Regions from separate parts of the Mus musculus genome. Here all the other regions are linked to region 1. Evidence: chromatin contacts called from public ChIA-PET and HiChIP or PLAC-seq data. All regions are on one chromosome and are shown on one strand. The core of a region is the stretch at or near the end of the contact, and the rest is flanking DNA. Distances in the headings are between cores, read along the strand shown. Region 1 overlaps Dipk1a (divergent protein kinase domain 1A). Region 2 holds the start of Mtf2 (metal response element binding transcription factor 2). Region 3 holds the start of Evi5 (ecotropic viral integration site 5).

The links. ChIA-PET counts read pairs in DNA pulled down with a chosen protein or histone mark. HiChIP or PLAC-seq counts read pairs in DNA pulled down with a chosen protein or histone mark.
Region 2: a contact with region 1 is called in an H3K4me3 HiChIP or PLAC-seq map of the SCID.adh cell line, with 34 read pairs. The contact joins the promoter of Mtf2 here to the enhancer-like site in region 1. A contact is called at or near these places in 5 of 115 datasets of contacts at active chromatin or transcription factors (the SCID.adh cell line, VIP interneurons, embryonic stem cells and 1 more) and 3 of 9 other capture datasets (adipose tissue, liver and pancreatic islet).
Region 3: an RNA polymerase II ChIA-PET map of memory CD8 T cells shows a contact between it and region 1, with 41 read pairs. The contact joins the promoter of Evi5 here to the enhancer-like site in region 1. A contact is called at or near these places in 1 of 484 Hi-C or Micro-C datasets (the G1E-ER4 cell line), 3 of 115 datasets of contacts at active chromatin or transcription factors (embryonic stem cells, memory CD8 T cells and microglia) and 3 of 9 other capture datasets (adipose tissue, liver and pancreatic islet).

Annotation. Positions count from the first base shown.
Region 1 is chr5:107,959,185-107,964,318 of GRCm38.p6, forward strand. The region is part of intron 1 of Dipk1a (divergent protein kinase domain 1A); the gene reads right to left. Among named protein-coding and RNA genes, the nearest start is that of Dipk1a, 25 kb to the right of the region's middle. Within about 2 kb of position 1,932, at least 156 of the 459 cell types and tissues checked have an H3K27ac peak or open chromatin away from gene starts, as enhancers often do. A contact at or near this core is called in the G1E-ER4 cell line, the SCID.adh cell line, adipose tissue and 3 more, where this site is marked.
Region 2 is chr5:108,063,504-108,068,637 of GRCm38.p6, forward strand. Mtf2 (metal response element binding transcription factor 2) reads left to right here and starts at 2,171. Exons shown (of 15, transcript NM_013827.3): 1 at 2,171-2,462. The coding sequence starts at 2,458.
Region 3 is chr5:107,866,708-107,871,841 of GRCm38.p6, forward strand. It overlaps Evi5 (ecotropic viral integration site 5), which reads right to left and starts at 2,341. Exons shown (of 20, transcript NM_001378824.1): 1 at 2,084-2,341.

The DNA of each region.
Region 1 (5,134 bases), core at 682-3,181:
CCACTTATCCATGTTTTCTTTTAACTGTTTTTACATATTTATTTTTATTCTTTATGCATATGAGTATTTTGCCTTCATGTATACAAATCTAAACTGTGGTACACTTACCCAAAAGAATGTTACTTACTCAGCAACAACAAGAAATAAAATATCTAGACATAGGAGAAACTTGGGGCCTATGAGAAGGCTCAGTGTGTAAAGGCACTTGTGACCAAGCTTGGCCACTAGAGTTCAAGTCCTAAAACCTACATGGTGGAAGGAAAGAACTCCCAGATGTCAGTCTCTGACCACCATATGTGTACTGTGGTATGACTGCTGCACACATACATAGAATAAATAAATATTAAAAAATTTAAGACATGAAGGGATCTTAAGTCATATTACTCTGACTGGGGGCAGGGTGGACTGGTGGCAGAGTGATTATCTATCTTTCATGAGGACCTCAGCACAGGGAAAAAATAATTTAATGCATATTATTATGTAAAAAGCCAACCTGAACAGGCGGGCTACATACTGTGCTAGTCTAACAGCAGGATATCTAGAACAGCAGAAATGTGGAGGCGATAAAGAGATAGCCAGACAACGTGGGTGAGCGGAAGGAGATAAGTGGCCTGATGTCAATGCAGGCTGACTGACCTGATGGACTGTAACCACTACTGTGCTGCATGCTGACAGTGAGAAAGACTGAATCTGTGGGGATACAGAGTAACAGACCCTGCAGTTTACTCGGTTCTATTAAATCTTAAACTGCTGCCAAAAAAAAAAAAAATTTTTTTAATTTAGAGGTAAGGGCTGGAGAGATGGCCCAGCTTTAAAAGCCTTAACTGCTCTTTCAGAGGCCTAGGTTCAATTCCCAGCACCTCTGTCAGACAGCCCACAATTTTCTATAACGCCTGCCAGTCTCACAGATCCAGCACTCCTCTGGCCTCCATCACCACCTGTACGTGTGTAGGGGACACACACACACAAATACAGATCTTTCTCAAAAAATTAAAAGCGCAGGAGAGATGGCTTGGAGCTAAAGAGCACTGGCTGCTCTTGAAAAAGGACTTTGTAAAAATTCTGTCCCAGCACCACTATGTGGCTCACAACCATCTATGACCCCAGCTATAGGGATCCAACACCCTTTTCTGGCCTCCATGGTTAATGCAGACACACATAGATTCAGGCAAAACACTTCTATGCACAAAATAAAAATAAATAAATCTTTAAAGACATACAGCTCAGCAAGCCAAAAAAAGACAAAAAACAAAACCAAAAAAAAGGAGAAAATAATAAAGACAGAAACGAATAACACAGAAAACAACCTAAAATATCCAGGTACGGCGACACATTTCTGTAATCCCAAAAATCCCAAAAATTGTAGGGCCAGAAGGATTAGGAATTCTAGGCCATCCGTGGCCAGATAGTAAGCTGGAATCCAATTTAGGATAGGGAAGGGACCAAAATTAAAGATGGACAAAAACCTATGCTTTGTTCCTTTAAAAATTCCAAGAACAAATGGAAAGTATGAGTAATTTCTTTACCTAAGAACTCTGGAGACAAGCATGGTCAATGTATTAGTTACCTTTCTGTTGGTGTGATAAAACACCATGATCAAAGCAATTGATAGAAGTTTATTTGGGCTTATGGCTCCACAGGGATATGAGTCACCACGGTGGGGAGACATGGCAGCAGGCGGCGGGCAAGGGGGCAGGAGCAGGAAGCTGACGGAGCACATCTCGACTACAAGCAAGAAACAGAAAGTGGACTAGAACAGAGCAACACTACACACTCTCAAAGGCGGTGCCAGTGACAAACTTCCTGCAGCAAGGGGGCACTTCTTAAACTTCCCTAGACAGCATCCCAGCTAGGGATGGGGACTATGTGATCCAATGCCTGAGCCTAGTCAGCAATATACAAAGCTATAGCAAAGCCACGTGCTGTTAGGACTGAAAACTGCCCGCGGAGCGGAGCCTGGCGGTGTGGAGATAACCTCAGCATAACCCCAGCGTGCTTAAGCAGAATGCGGTGAAGTAGAACCAACTTTCAAATGGAAAAGGTCCTGGGGAGGGTAGCAATAATGTTGATATTATACACCTTCAGAAGCTACATCTTACTCACTTTTACCTTTTCACAGCAACTTACACTTAGATGCTTACAATGTTTGCTTAATTAACTTTAGATGTTTGACAATAATGAGAATAAAAAAGTTGTAAGATTCCTAAATAAATGAATGAATGAACATAGCCTGGTAAAACTGTTATTTTAGATGTGAGTGTGGAAGCTTTGAAAGGAACTCGAGGACAGAGAAACTAGTGAGGGAGCTATTGCAGCAACACAGACTGTAGGATGTGGCAATGCGCTGTAGGCAAAGTTTTAGTTTGTATAAGTGCATATGCATAGTTCAAACGCATTTCAGCGTGAGATTTCTCAGCCCTTCTTTCCACCTCAGCTCCCCTCCCCCTCAGAGTGTCTTGAGACACAGGTAGTTATGGAACAAATAAGCACCCTGCGTTCCTCTTCTTTTCCACCAAACCATTCGCCACACCACAAAATTAAACAGCCGTCTCTAGGGAAACCCATTTGCCAAGAGAGTTTCTGGCAAAAATAAATTCTGGCTTTCCTCCAGCATGCTATGTGCGGACAACGGCGGCTGTTGGAAATTGATCGCTGGCTGACTGTGGTTCCTTAGCAGTGTCAAGATGAAGGATATCAGGTGCAGACGGCCTCATGCCCAAAGACTTCTGACAACGAACTTGCCCTGCCTAACTTCTCACACTCAGCACTAATGAGGATTATTTACTGAAGAGAGGGCATAACTCTGTCCTGTTCCTGTATGCTACTGGCAAGCAAACTAAAGCAGAAAGCCCAGGTCATTTACCCCCAATCACACAGATGCCTGGTGTCAGCTCAGTAACTGCTAAACCTGTCTACCAAGCAGTACTGCCTGCCAAATGGTGAAGCAGAGAGATCAGCTAGCACACCAAGTACACTTGTCCCATCCATGGCAAGACCACGATGAGGAGACGAGCCAATAGCATGGGGCACTGTGGCTCCGTGACAGAAAACAAGGGCTGGACCTATAATATCTCTCTACTGTCAAACTCAAGTCTGCCATCAGAAGACTCAAGGTACTGAAAGACCAGTAAAAGTGCTTCCATCTGAGACTTGCCTAGCCTGCAATGGATGGGTTAATTTATGTAGCCAAAAAGAAAATAATGTTCACGTCTTTAATAAACACTTTTCATCTTAGTTATCTCAAAGGCTTGAACCATAGACTCTTCCCTATTCCGTATAACCTTTGTAAGACCTTGTATGGCCAGTTTTTGTTTGGCTTTGGGTTTTGTTTCAGACAGAATTTCACTCAAGCTAGCCTGGGATTCACTCTGTTGCCCTGGCTGAATGTGAACTGTGGCAACTCTGTCTCAGCTTTTTCAGTGCTGGAATTACAGGTATGAAACAACATGCCTGGCTCATGCTAGTCTTATTTTACCTAGTGGTGGTGATGGCAGTTGTGTATGTGTATGTGTGCGCATAATGTGTGTGCTGGGACATGCATGCCACAGGCACAGGAAGGTCCGGGGAGGACAATCTTGTGGAGCTGCTTATCTTCTTCCACCTTTACATTGGTCCTGGGGATTAAGCTTGAGGTTGCTGGTGTGGCTTAGCAAGTGCCTTTACCTGCTCATCCATCTCAGTTGACCCTCATAATAGCTTTCAAACAGATTGTGTGTTAGGATTATGAGTTCACAGCCTTCCTAGGCTATATAGTAGGACTGTATCTGAAAATACTCGAATAAATAAATAATTATGTACTTTAAGTTCTAGAGTCACAAAAAAAAAATAGAACTGGTTTAAAATCTACTAAGCAATAGTAGAGAATGCCTTTGATCCCAGCACTCTGGAAACAGAGGCAAGCAGATCTCTGAGTTCAATGCCAGCCTGGTCTATTGAGCAAGTTCCAGGACAGCCAGGGCTACACAAAGAAACCCTGTCTTAAAACAAACAAACAAAAATACAATGACAAAGAAAAATCTTCATTTGTAAACTCTGGGTGATTCTTTTTTTAAAAAAAAATTATTTTATGTGAGTATACTACCTTCAGACACACCAGAAGAGGTCATTGGCTCTCATTACAGATGGTTGTGAGCCACCGTGTGGTTGCTGGGATTTGAACTCAGGACCTTTTGGAAGAGCAGTCAGTGCTCTTAACCGCTGAGCCATCTCTATAGCCCTGGATAACTCTTTAAAACTTGTGGTCTAATAAATTTAAGAGGAGGGACATGGGAATCAAAGCCACTGACTGAGCCGATTATGGTTGGATATGAAGTGTTACCCACAAGATCTTATGTTGAATGAAGCCTTGCTCTCCTGCATGTGTCACAATTTAGGGTTAGTGCTAGAAGCTTTGGGAGGTGAGGCACAGTTATAAGTAGGGAGGGAATTCTTGGAGCCTATGTCTGGTCCTTGTTTCCTGTACCCATCTCTCTTTTCCTGACCACCATGGGATGATCAGTTTTGCTCCTTATACCTTATATCTATCTCACCAAGGCCCAGAAATAATGGAGCTGCCGATCGTGGATGGAGAGCTCTGAAACCATGAACTAAAACGCATCTTTTCTTGTTCTGAACTGCTTACTTAGTTTAGCTGTTAGTCACAACAGGGATGAAAAACTGGCTAGTACAGATTAAAAACTTACGAAACTGACCAGCTATGTAATTTGAGCTCATTTCCTCCTCACCAAAACAATAAGTAAATGGAACTAGAACCATAAAAATTAATACCATTATTTAAAATTTTATTCCAGACAACTCAAGGATAAGATCTTTACCTTATTCCCATCATCCTGTAGCCTTGCTCCATATCTGATCAGGAAATACCATCTCTATTATTTAAAAAAAATAGTTGCAGACTAAGCTCTGCATACTCTGAGAGAAAACACTAACAAAAAATGTAATACACAGTTGGTGTTAAGGAGACTTGAATCTCATCTCCTTGCACTCATTTATCCAGACAGATGGTTTTTACACCCTAAGTGTGGTGTAAGGGGAAACAGAGAAGCATAAGGATCCATCAGATCAGCTGTCTGAGTTCAATCACATCAACTACCAACCGTGGCTGTCAGATATCAGCAACCTCCATGAATTGCTC
Region 2 (5,134 bases), core at 921-3,420, 100 kb after region 1:
AGCTATACCCATCTCAACAAACAAACAAACAAACAAACAAACAAACAAACAAACAGAAAAAAGGTGTCTTAGAGTTCTTTAATTTACAAAGTATTAGATCACTTTTTGTGACCAAAGGTGCCAAAGTTTAGGTCAGAAAGTGTAAAGCAGATTATGTTTCCTTGTATCGAGTTTTAAATTATGGCACCCACCTGATGTATAGTTTGTTTTCAAGATTTATATTTACTTATTTTATGTATATGTATAAGAGAGTCCTTCTCTTCAGACACACCAGAAGAGGGCATCGGATCCCATTACAGTTTATGACCCATTGTGTGGTTGCTGGGAATTGAACTCAGGACCTCTGGAAGAGCAGTCAGTGCTCTTAACCACTGAGCCATCTCTCCAACCTCTTTTAAAAGACTTACCTATTTTTATTTTATGTACTATGCTGTTTTGCCTCTTAGAATTAGAGCTAAAGACACTGTGATCTGTCATGTGGGTGCTGGGAATTGAACACAGGTACTCAAGAGCTCTTAACTACTGTGTGTGTGTGTGTGTGTGTGTGTGTGAGAGAGAGAGAGAGAGAGAGAGAGAGAGACAGAGACAGAGACAGAGTGTGTGTGTGTGTGTGTGTGAGAGAGAGAGAGAGACAGAGACAAGAGAGTGTGTGTGTGTGTGTGTGTGTGTGTGAGAGAGAGAGAGACAGAGACAGAGAGACAGAGACAGAGAGAGAGAGTGTGTGTGTGTGTGTGAGAGAGAGAGAGAGACAGAGACAGAGAGAGTGTGTGTGTGTGAGAGAGACAGAGAGAGTGTGTGTGTGTGAGAGACAGAGAGAGACAGTGTGTGTGTGAGAGAGTCAGATACAGAGACACATGAGAGAGAGAGAGAGACAGAGAGAGAGAGAAAGAGGGAGAGACACAGATTGATATAATGTACTGAATAAAATATACTGTATAATACAAAGCTAGCCATGGTGGCTCAGGCCTTTTAATCCCAGTACTGAGGAGGCAGAGACAGGAAGATCTCTGTGAGCTTGAGGCAAGCCTGGTCTACACAATGAGTTCCAGGACAACCAGAGCTATATAATAGATAGACTCTGTCTTCAAAAAAGAAAAAAAAATGTAGTATAATATGAATATGCCTATTTGCCAGATTTTTCAGAACCTAGGTAAAGGGAACTCTTTTTTGTTTTGTTTTGTTTTGTTTTTCGAGACAGGGTTTCTCTGTATAGCCCTGGCTGTCCTGGAACTCACTCTGTAGACCAGGCTGGCCTTGAATTCAGAAATCTGCCTGCCTCTGCCTCTCAAGTGCTAGGATCAAAGGCGTGCGCCACCACCGCCCAGCTTAAAGGGAACTCTTGAAATATGAGTGAAAGGAATTTAGATCATAAGAGGTATTTCTTCAGAGAGAAAATTCAGTACTGCCTCTGTGACATAATCTGTGATAAAAAGTATATGACTCTGAAAATATTTTCACAAAATAGAAACGTATTACAGGTGTTTCTATAAGTGCTGGGTTGCATTCAAATATAAGTCAAAGATATAAGCATGCATTCCATTTATCAGCTGGGCCTCATATAAAAGCCTGCAATAGTATGAAAGTTGTGTGTTCCTTCAATCAACTGCTTTGCAGGAGGGTATGCTCAAATTTCACTACAATTAGGAAAGGTCACAAAGCAGGTAAACAGGGAAAAAAAAATCTCGTTCATCGTCAGAGGAAAAAAAAGTGAAAATCTCCCATTACAGATTCCAGATAAGTTTGGATTTGGATAGTATTCATTGAACGAAATTTGCCATCCAGGGTCTCCTCCCCACTTAAGGGGATTATAACAGCAGGCCTCTAGGTGAAGGTAAAAGAAAAGTATTTTTTCCAGTTAATAATTTCCTTTCTTCAGAAAGGAAATCACCCCATCAAGATGTACTGAGCAATATCCTATTTCTGAGGGCATTAAAAAAGACCGCACGAAAGACTGGACACGATCTCTCTTTTTAAAAGACCTAGTAAGGCAAGCATCAGCGTCGGGAAGCGCTGCGCTCACTATTGTGTCTGCACCGGCAGCAAGAGGACTTAATTCCACCGCGACGTTAAAGAGTCCCTCTTTGTTCAGCGCTGGTCCGGGACGCAGGGCGCGGTGTTCCTCCGCGCTCGCCGCGCAGGCCCCGCCCCTCTGCGGCTCTGGAGAGCTGCCATTCGGCCCCGGAGTAGCTCCGCGCTCCCAGAATGCACCGCTAGTCCGCGGGAAACCAAAATGGCGAAGGGCTGTTGCGAAGTGGTCTGTGTTTGAGGCCGGTGTGAGCACGCACATTCTCCTTCCTAACCCTCGTCCCCAAGGAACTCGGTGTGTGTGTGCGTGTGCGCAGGGCTCCCGCTGGGGCGGGTGCCCAGGGAGTGCCCGGACTCGCGGGGGAGCGCCCACGGGAACGAGATTGCTTCTATTTTCCTGTATGAAGCGGTTGGCACCACTTAAGTGACCGAATGAGGTGAGAGACCTTGGCCTGGGAACCGACTCTTTGGGAGGAGGTTGGGATGAGGAGAGACGAAAGAAAGGAAGCAAAAGAAAGGGGAAAGATGGAGGCTCCGCTTTGGGCAAGGGAGTCCTGTGTGGGGGTGTTTTTGCATTGATGCATATGTTGAAAGAATGGATCGGGAGGGGTAGTCAGTGAGATGTTGGTAAAAATAGGGACTGGGGGAAGGAGCGGGGCGCCCCGCTCGGGAGTCAGTTGGTGGAATTAGATAAAACGTTGAGACAGGGAAGCTGTGTTTGGAGGGCAGGAAGGAACCTGGGGGCGGGAGACGGTTGGAGGGGCAGGATGAACCTGGTGATGAGGGGGTGGGGAACCGAGGGGAGGAGCCGTCAGAATGCGGGGAGCCTAGTAGAGGGGCTGACTGGCACTTTAAGGGGTGCTAAGGAAAGTAGCAGTTTGGAACCAGAGGGTGCTGGAATTGTGTGGAATTGTGGTAGGGGAATCTAGTGGTGGGCTAGATAGCTAGCGTACGAGGATGAGGAAAATACCCTGGAAAGCAAGCCCTGGAAGCTTAAAGAGAAGAAGTGATAGGTGAATTGATACGGGGAAGAGATAGCTTTTATTTGGAGGCATTTCTTCCGTTCAATTAAAATTTCTTGCCCTGATAATTTGTATTCATCATTACAACTTAGTTACTTACGGCACTAAGGGGTTTAACCAAAATTTTCCAGGATTTCTTAACACATTTCCATAGTGCCAGAACTCTTAACTGTGATTTACAATCTGCAGTCCTTGGTGGTTAATTTTTTCTTTGGCAGAGATGGATTTATTGAGTGGTACGAGAGATTGTGAACAATAGGAAAAGGGGTATGGAATGCTGTTTTATTCTTTAAAACCTTTAACTTTGGTTGAAGATATTACCATGCAACAGTAGTTAGAATTTGAAAACCCAGACAAGCCTGTAATTGACATAGAAAAGTACCTCATGAGATCAAAGTAGAGCTAGAAATATGTTAGTGGTTGGTTGACTCCGTTTTCTCTAGCAGCAAGTACTTTCTCCTTCAAATAGATTCCATGTAATCTTCATAGGAACTTCTGCAGACTGTTTTCAGCCTTTATGTTTTAATTTTTCTTTTGGGAATTTCTTTTTTGGGAGAGAATTGTGGGTAAAAAAACTGATTCTTTTTAGGATGCTGGATAATACTTTAAATGTTTATTTTTTTATTTAATGTATATAAGCACACTATTGCTGTCTTCAGACACATCAGAAGAGGGCATCAGATCCCATTACAGATGGTTGTGAGCCACCATGTGGTTGCTGGGAATTGAACTCAGGACCTCTGGAAGAGCAATCGGCACTCTTAACCACTGAGCCATCTCTCCAGCCCCCTGGACAATGCTTTAAGTGGAGGATTTTTGTTTTTTGTTTTTTTGTTTTTCCTTTTTAAGTTTTGAAGCAGGGTCTCGTTATATAACTCTGGCCAGCCTGGAACTCACTTTGTATTCCAGACTGGCTTGAAAAGACAGATCTGTCTGCACCTGCACACTGAATGCTGATGGAGATCACTACCATGCTCGGCTGTTATTACTTTACTTGAGTTCACATCAGCAACTATCATTGGGTATGCAACTATATTTAAATGTGTACTGTGGAGATTTCTTTTCCTTTTGTTTTCTCCTTTTCTTATTTATTTATTTATTTATTTACTTACTTATTTATTTATTTTTGGAGACAGGGTTTCTCTGTATAGCCCTGGCTGTCCTGGAACTCACTTTGTATAGACCAGGCTGGCCTTGAACTCAGTAATCCACCTGCCTCTGCCTCCCAAGTGCTGGGATTGAAAAATTGCCTGGCGAATTTTTTTTCCTTATTTGTTCAAAAAGTATATATTGGGGACTTTGTGTCATATGTGGTCTTAAATATTAAAAATACCGTTGTTGAACAATAGACATGTTCAGAGCTCATGTAGAGTATGCAGTTTGATTTTTGAGCAATGAGTAATGATAGAATGAACACACAAACACAAACGTGTACATGGGTGCACAGGCATACGTGGCAAGCACCATTTAACACCTTCAAGTTACACAATTGATATTTGATGGTAGTAATGATGAAAGTACAAAATAGATTCATAATGGAGTATGCAATTGAGATAGCTGAATTCAAGACAGTAATACAGCTGAGATTAAAGAAGACAAACATTCTGTCAAATGAATACACCCTGAATTTTGGGGAAAAATGTATAAGACATTTAAAAATTAAAAAAAAATGCATATGTGGTGGGGGAGGGTTAGGGGGGTATGTGCTACTGTCCATGGAGGCCAGAAGCATGAGAGTCATAGGTGGTTGTGAGCTGCCTAATAAGTGCTGGAAACCAAACTCAGTTCTTCTCCAAGAGTAATATGTGTTTTTAATGGCTGAGACATGTCTCTAGCCCCCATAAAGGATATTTTTCACCAGTTATAGTGGTTTTAAAATTTAACCTGCTGTAATGAATGCATTTTTCATTTTCTGTTTTATTTTAAGACTTAAAAAAAAAAAGATTATGTGTTTGAGTACACTATAGCTGTCTTCAGACACACCAGAAGAGGGTGTCAGATCCCATTACAGATGGTTGTGAGCTACCATGTGGTTGCTGGGAATTGAACTCAGGACCTTTGGAAGAATAGTCAATGCTCTTAACTGC
Region 3 (5,134 bases), core at 1,091-3,590, 92 kb before region 1:
GTCCCCTTGTCCACAGGAGATACATCCCAAGACATCTAGTGCTCCCCAGAAGCTCCCAGAGCACCTTCCTCTGAAATTCATCAGTGTGGTTGTGCTGTGATGCTGAAATGCTATCACAAAACTATCACAACTCCTCCTTTATCCTTCCTCATGATTTTACAGACTGAAGATTGTTCTTAGCAACATCTACACCACACAACTTCTTTATTATTATTAAGTCAACAATAGTCACTTTCACTTCAAAGGAGCATTTTTTTTTTTACAGCCCCACTTTTGGCACATACAAAAGGAAGCACTCTTGCACTTAGGGCCATTATTAGTAAAATAAGGGACCCTTGAGCACAAGCTGGAGATGGCAAAGCAGTCCATCTGACAACCCCCCAATGGTTACTGAGTAACTAACTAGATATGCTGGACAAAGGAGTAATTAGCAGCCCACTTAATGTTCAGCTACTCCAAAAGGCATGTAACTTAAAACTAAGTGAGCTAATCTGTATCAAGTCCTCAGAAAGGGGCCTGCCCGAGAGTACCTAAATAAGTTCAATTTAAAGAAAAATTTAAGACTTCTAAGTTGTTTATTTCTGGAATTTTGCAGATACTGTCAGACCACTGATAAAAGAAACCTTGGAAAGTTAACACAGTTGCTCATGCAAGGATGTAGGTTCTGTCCCCAACAAAACAAAAGACAGAACTAAAAAAACAATAGAAAAGTAAAATAGCCAGGCGTACGCCTTTAATCCCAGCACTTGGGAGACAGAGGCAGGCGGATTTCTGAGTTCGAGGCCAGCCTGGTCTACAGAGTGAGTTCCAGGACAGCCAGGGCTACACAGAGAAACCCTGTCTCGAAAAACCAAACAAAAAAAAAGAAAAGTAAAATAACAAAAACCTAAGCATAATTCGTAAAAGAGGCATTTCACAAAAGATTAATACAAAAATGACTAATATTTTTAAACTCATTCACCAGGCAAAATAAAGTCACACACTGATAAAGTACCACCATCCAAATCGCAGCATTTTTTGAAGATGGTAAGCATCGTAAGTATGGAATAACTAGAGTTCTCAACCGTCTTGAGAAGGCCCAACAGAACCTAATGCCAGAAATTTTTAAAAAATAATCAACCAGAAATAGTGGCAATATACTGCAAGGAGGTCGACGGCAGGAGTACGGGGACAGCCTGGGCTACATAGCAAAACTCTGACCCAGAAAGAAAACCAAACAAAAAAAAAACAGCAATTCCACTCCTCCGAGGTATATATCCCAACCTAGTAATTTGTTGGTTTGTGTTGGTTCACTTAAAAATCATTACCTGAAAACTTAAAATTGTGATCTTTCTACTCCAGATAGGCTTGAATAAATTTTCTAAGATTTCCTTGACACAAACTTCTCATAGAAGGTGAGCATTTTCTATCTTACAGGAAGCAAAGTTCTGGAACACTGAGAAATTATTACTAATAAAATTTAAAACACACACACCAAAAAAAAAAAAAAAAAAAAAAACACCGCGCAAAGATTAAAAACTACCAACAGACCATGTTTCTCTAACTTCAGGAAGCTCTGGAATTCATTCTCTCGGCGGAGAAAGGTTTATTATTCTCCAAAGAAAACCGCTTGTTGCTCTTCAAAATCCCCTCCAGCAGAAACGGGACTGCGAGGGAACCGGTCCAGAACTTTTGCTTCGCTCTTTGGTGAAAAGACCTAAGGTCGGAGTCACCAGCGCAGGCGCCACCACCGCAAGCCAACCCACCGGAAACCCGCGGTTAATCTCAGGCTAGCCCCGTTAGGCGATGGGCAACCGGGTGCACAGGAGCTCCGTGCGCCGTCGCTCTGCACACCTGGCTCGCCCATCACCTGCCGGCAGCCGCCGCAGGCCGAATGGAGACGCCAACTTTCCGAGCAGGGCGCGGCGGACCGCCGTGTCCTCGAGGACGGGCCCCGAGGCCGCCCGGGCCAGGCGAGAGCGGGGAACGCAGGCCCCGGCGGGCTCGCGCCGCAAACTCGGCGGCGGCCCGGGTGGGCGGCGCGGCCCTCGGCGGCGCCCGCGCCCTCCCTCGCCGCAGCCCGGCCTGGCGCGGCGCCCCTCACCTTGGAAACCTGGGGTGGACTCCGCCGTCAACATGAACTTCCCATGCAGCCGGCGGCCGTGCCGCCGCCGCCTCCAAGCGCCTCGGCCCGGCTCGGCCTCCGCGGCCGCGTTCCCCGCGTGACCCGGCGCACGCCTCCTGCTCAGGAACCCGGAGCTGCCCGCGACCCTCCACCGTACCGCCGACGACTCGGGAGAACCCCGCGCAGCCCCACGCCCGCCAGCTCCGCCCGGCTCTGGTCGGGCCGCTTCACGAAAGCCCAGGGCGCAGGCGCGGCGAGGGCCTTAAAGAGCCCCGGCCGGCCTCTACGGCATAATGGGTTCGAGCAGGTTAGGGCCCCGGCCGCGCTGGCGAAGCCGAAGCAGAAGCCGAAGGGATTGGACCGAGAGGAACGGAGGCGGGGAGATCCCTCTCGGTCCTCCGCCCCTCTTCCCAAGCGCCCAGCCCTCGGCCATGCAAACTGCTGACTTCCCAGTCTCTCGAGCCGCCCCTGGCCAGTCAGGGAAGCACAAGACACGCCCCCTCGGAGCCCCCCGGGCGAGCATCCGCGCAGGCCTGGGGCGCGCACAGCGACGCGCAGCTTTGCGAGGGCTGCCCGGAGTCTCACTCCCAAAAACATAATATTAATCAAATGGCACTCGCGGTGGTAAAACAGGTCTTCCACTAATCCTCTAGAATAAACCGTGGGTTTTTTCGGAGTCCGGCAGAGGGTGGGCAATTATCCAACACCAACCAAGAAATTCTTAGAAGGAAATTACTTAGTTTGGGACAAAAACAGCCTATTCATTTGGGTCCTGTCAAAGGAATTGCAGGCAACAAAAAAAAAAAATAATAAAGGCAATATAAATCATTTTTGTTATATACTTGAAAGTGACCAAAAGGATAGTAATTACCATCAAGCAGTCAGAAAAGCTCTAAAATTGTTTACTAATATGATACCACTGGCTTTTACATTTAGATTTGTAAGACCTGTCCAGAAAAAGTTCCACTATCACAAGCACTTCTAGAAAAGACTATTTTTCAACAAGATTAGGATAAGAAATGGGAAGTAAAACCATGTCCTCCACCCAGCTTTGAAATTTTCAAAATAGTCTGAGGCAATTTTTTTTTTTTTTGCATAACTTAGGTCGGGTTATTAATGGCAATGTAACAACTTCATTGTACCAGGCAGTCTTGGCGCATGCCTTTGATCCCTGCACTTGAGTGACAGAAGCAAGCAGATCTCAGAGTTCAGGGCCAACCTGGTCTACAGAGTTTCAGGAGAGCCAAGGCAACACCACCCTGACTCAAAAAACAAACAAAAAACTTCATCATAATTTAATGTATCTACCCCATAGCAAAAGAAAAAAAAGTATAATGTACCTTTCCAATTTATCTGCAAATTCTTTGCTTTTATCTGCTAAAGTTTCCTTGAATCTCTCTCATCTCCTTCATCAGCAACCACCTTAGTTAAAATTACCCTGACCTGCAGATAGTGTAAGGACACTGACCTAGCCTATTTTATCCACATCCCCTCCTACCCTTCTCCAAATCTCAAACCACAAGAAGAATTTTTGTTCAAATACTGTACCATGTGACCTTGTTGCTGTTCAGTATCCCATTCTTTTGGGGAAAAAAAAATTACCCTAACCAAGCCCTCCAGGGCCAGGCACCTTGCCTACCTCTCCAGCTCCCCTCTCTGCTCAGACCATGTTCATCCTCTCCTTTCTCCAGCCACAATGACCCTTTCCTCCCTCACAAGAGTTTTTGCAAACTTCTAATACCTGGGAAGTTTTCCTGGCCTCACCTTCTTACCTGGGCCTTAGTCTCTGGGTCTGAGAAATGCCTCTTGAAAACCCGCCTATGTTAGTCCTGTCAATCCCTTTCCAGGACACTGTAATTATAGGACTCTTGGGAATTTTTTAATCTCTCACTAACATCTGGCCCCATAAGGCCGGGAGCTTTGTCGTTTGAGGTTTGAGGAATTCGAGAATCATAGGTGCCTGATTCAAACGATGACGAATGGCACAAAGGTTACTGACATCACAGGTAAATGTCACACTTTGACATTTAGAGTCAGAACCTAAGAAGAGCGCTGGTTATTATTATAATAAAAATAGATTTCAAATTACTTTAGTGTCTGAAGATTCTTTGGGAAATGTCTAATTGCAGAGTGCTCAAACCTCCCCGTTAAGAAGGATAGAGAGAAAGATAGCCACAGATGCTCATTAAGCTATGAACAGTGAAAGAAGGACAGAAAGAAAGCCACGGGTGCTCAAGGAACGAAGAACACTGGAAGAAGGACTGAGAGAAAGATAGCCACGGACGCTCACGGAACGATGAACACTGGTTGTTCCAAACGTGCAAGGTAGGGAAACTAAGAGTGAAGCATTTCCAGAGATGGGAAAGATGATCTTTTTATGTATATTCAAAGGCTTAAAGTAGTATTCTTTTCACTTGAAAGTGTGTGAATGAACTATCAATTTGGAAATAAATGATACCAGGGTATACAGTATATGATTCTATATATGTGGAATTCCAAAGGAGGCAAAACTGAATGTGGTGGAAACAGTCTTGGCAGGGCTGAGAAACAGTTTGTGGTGCTCAGCATGTGACAGTGGAATTATTTTGAAATACATGCTCTCAAAATAATAGAATAGTCCTGAGGAGGCCATTAGCTCTGGCCCTCCAGCATTATCCCTGACTAATGCCTTTCTCTCCCTTGCCCCAAGAGTGTCAGTTTATTTGGTAAAAGAGCTTACACTTTAATGCCCCACTTTAATTGCTAATTCTAGCGCTCACAAGTGCTTGGGCACTGGCGTAAGTGATATTCCACTGTGTGAATTCTACTCTGACACCATCTCTGCTCCTAAGGCTCAAATGCTTACTCTCTAAAGTCTAGATTCTAGTCTATACCCTTCCACGGAAGATTCAGAGGACCTGTGGCAGCGGACAGCAGTGCAAAGGACGCTTTTATTTACAGTCAAGTCAGTTAGCAATTCAAAGTTCTGTGTTCCATCCTGCAGACCCTGAGCATGGAGTTAGGTCACTGCGCAGGCAGGAAGCTCCTCTA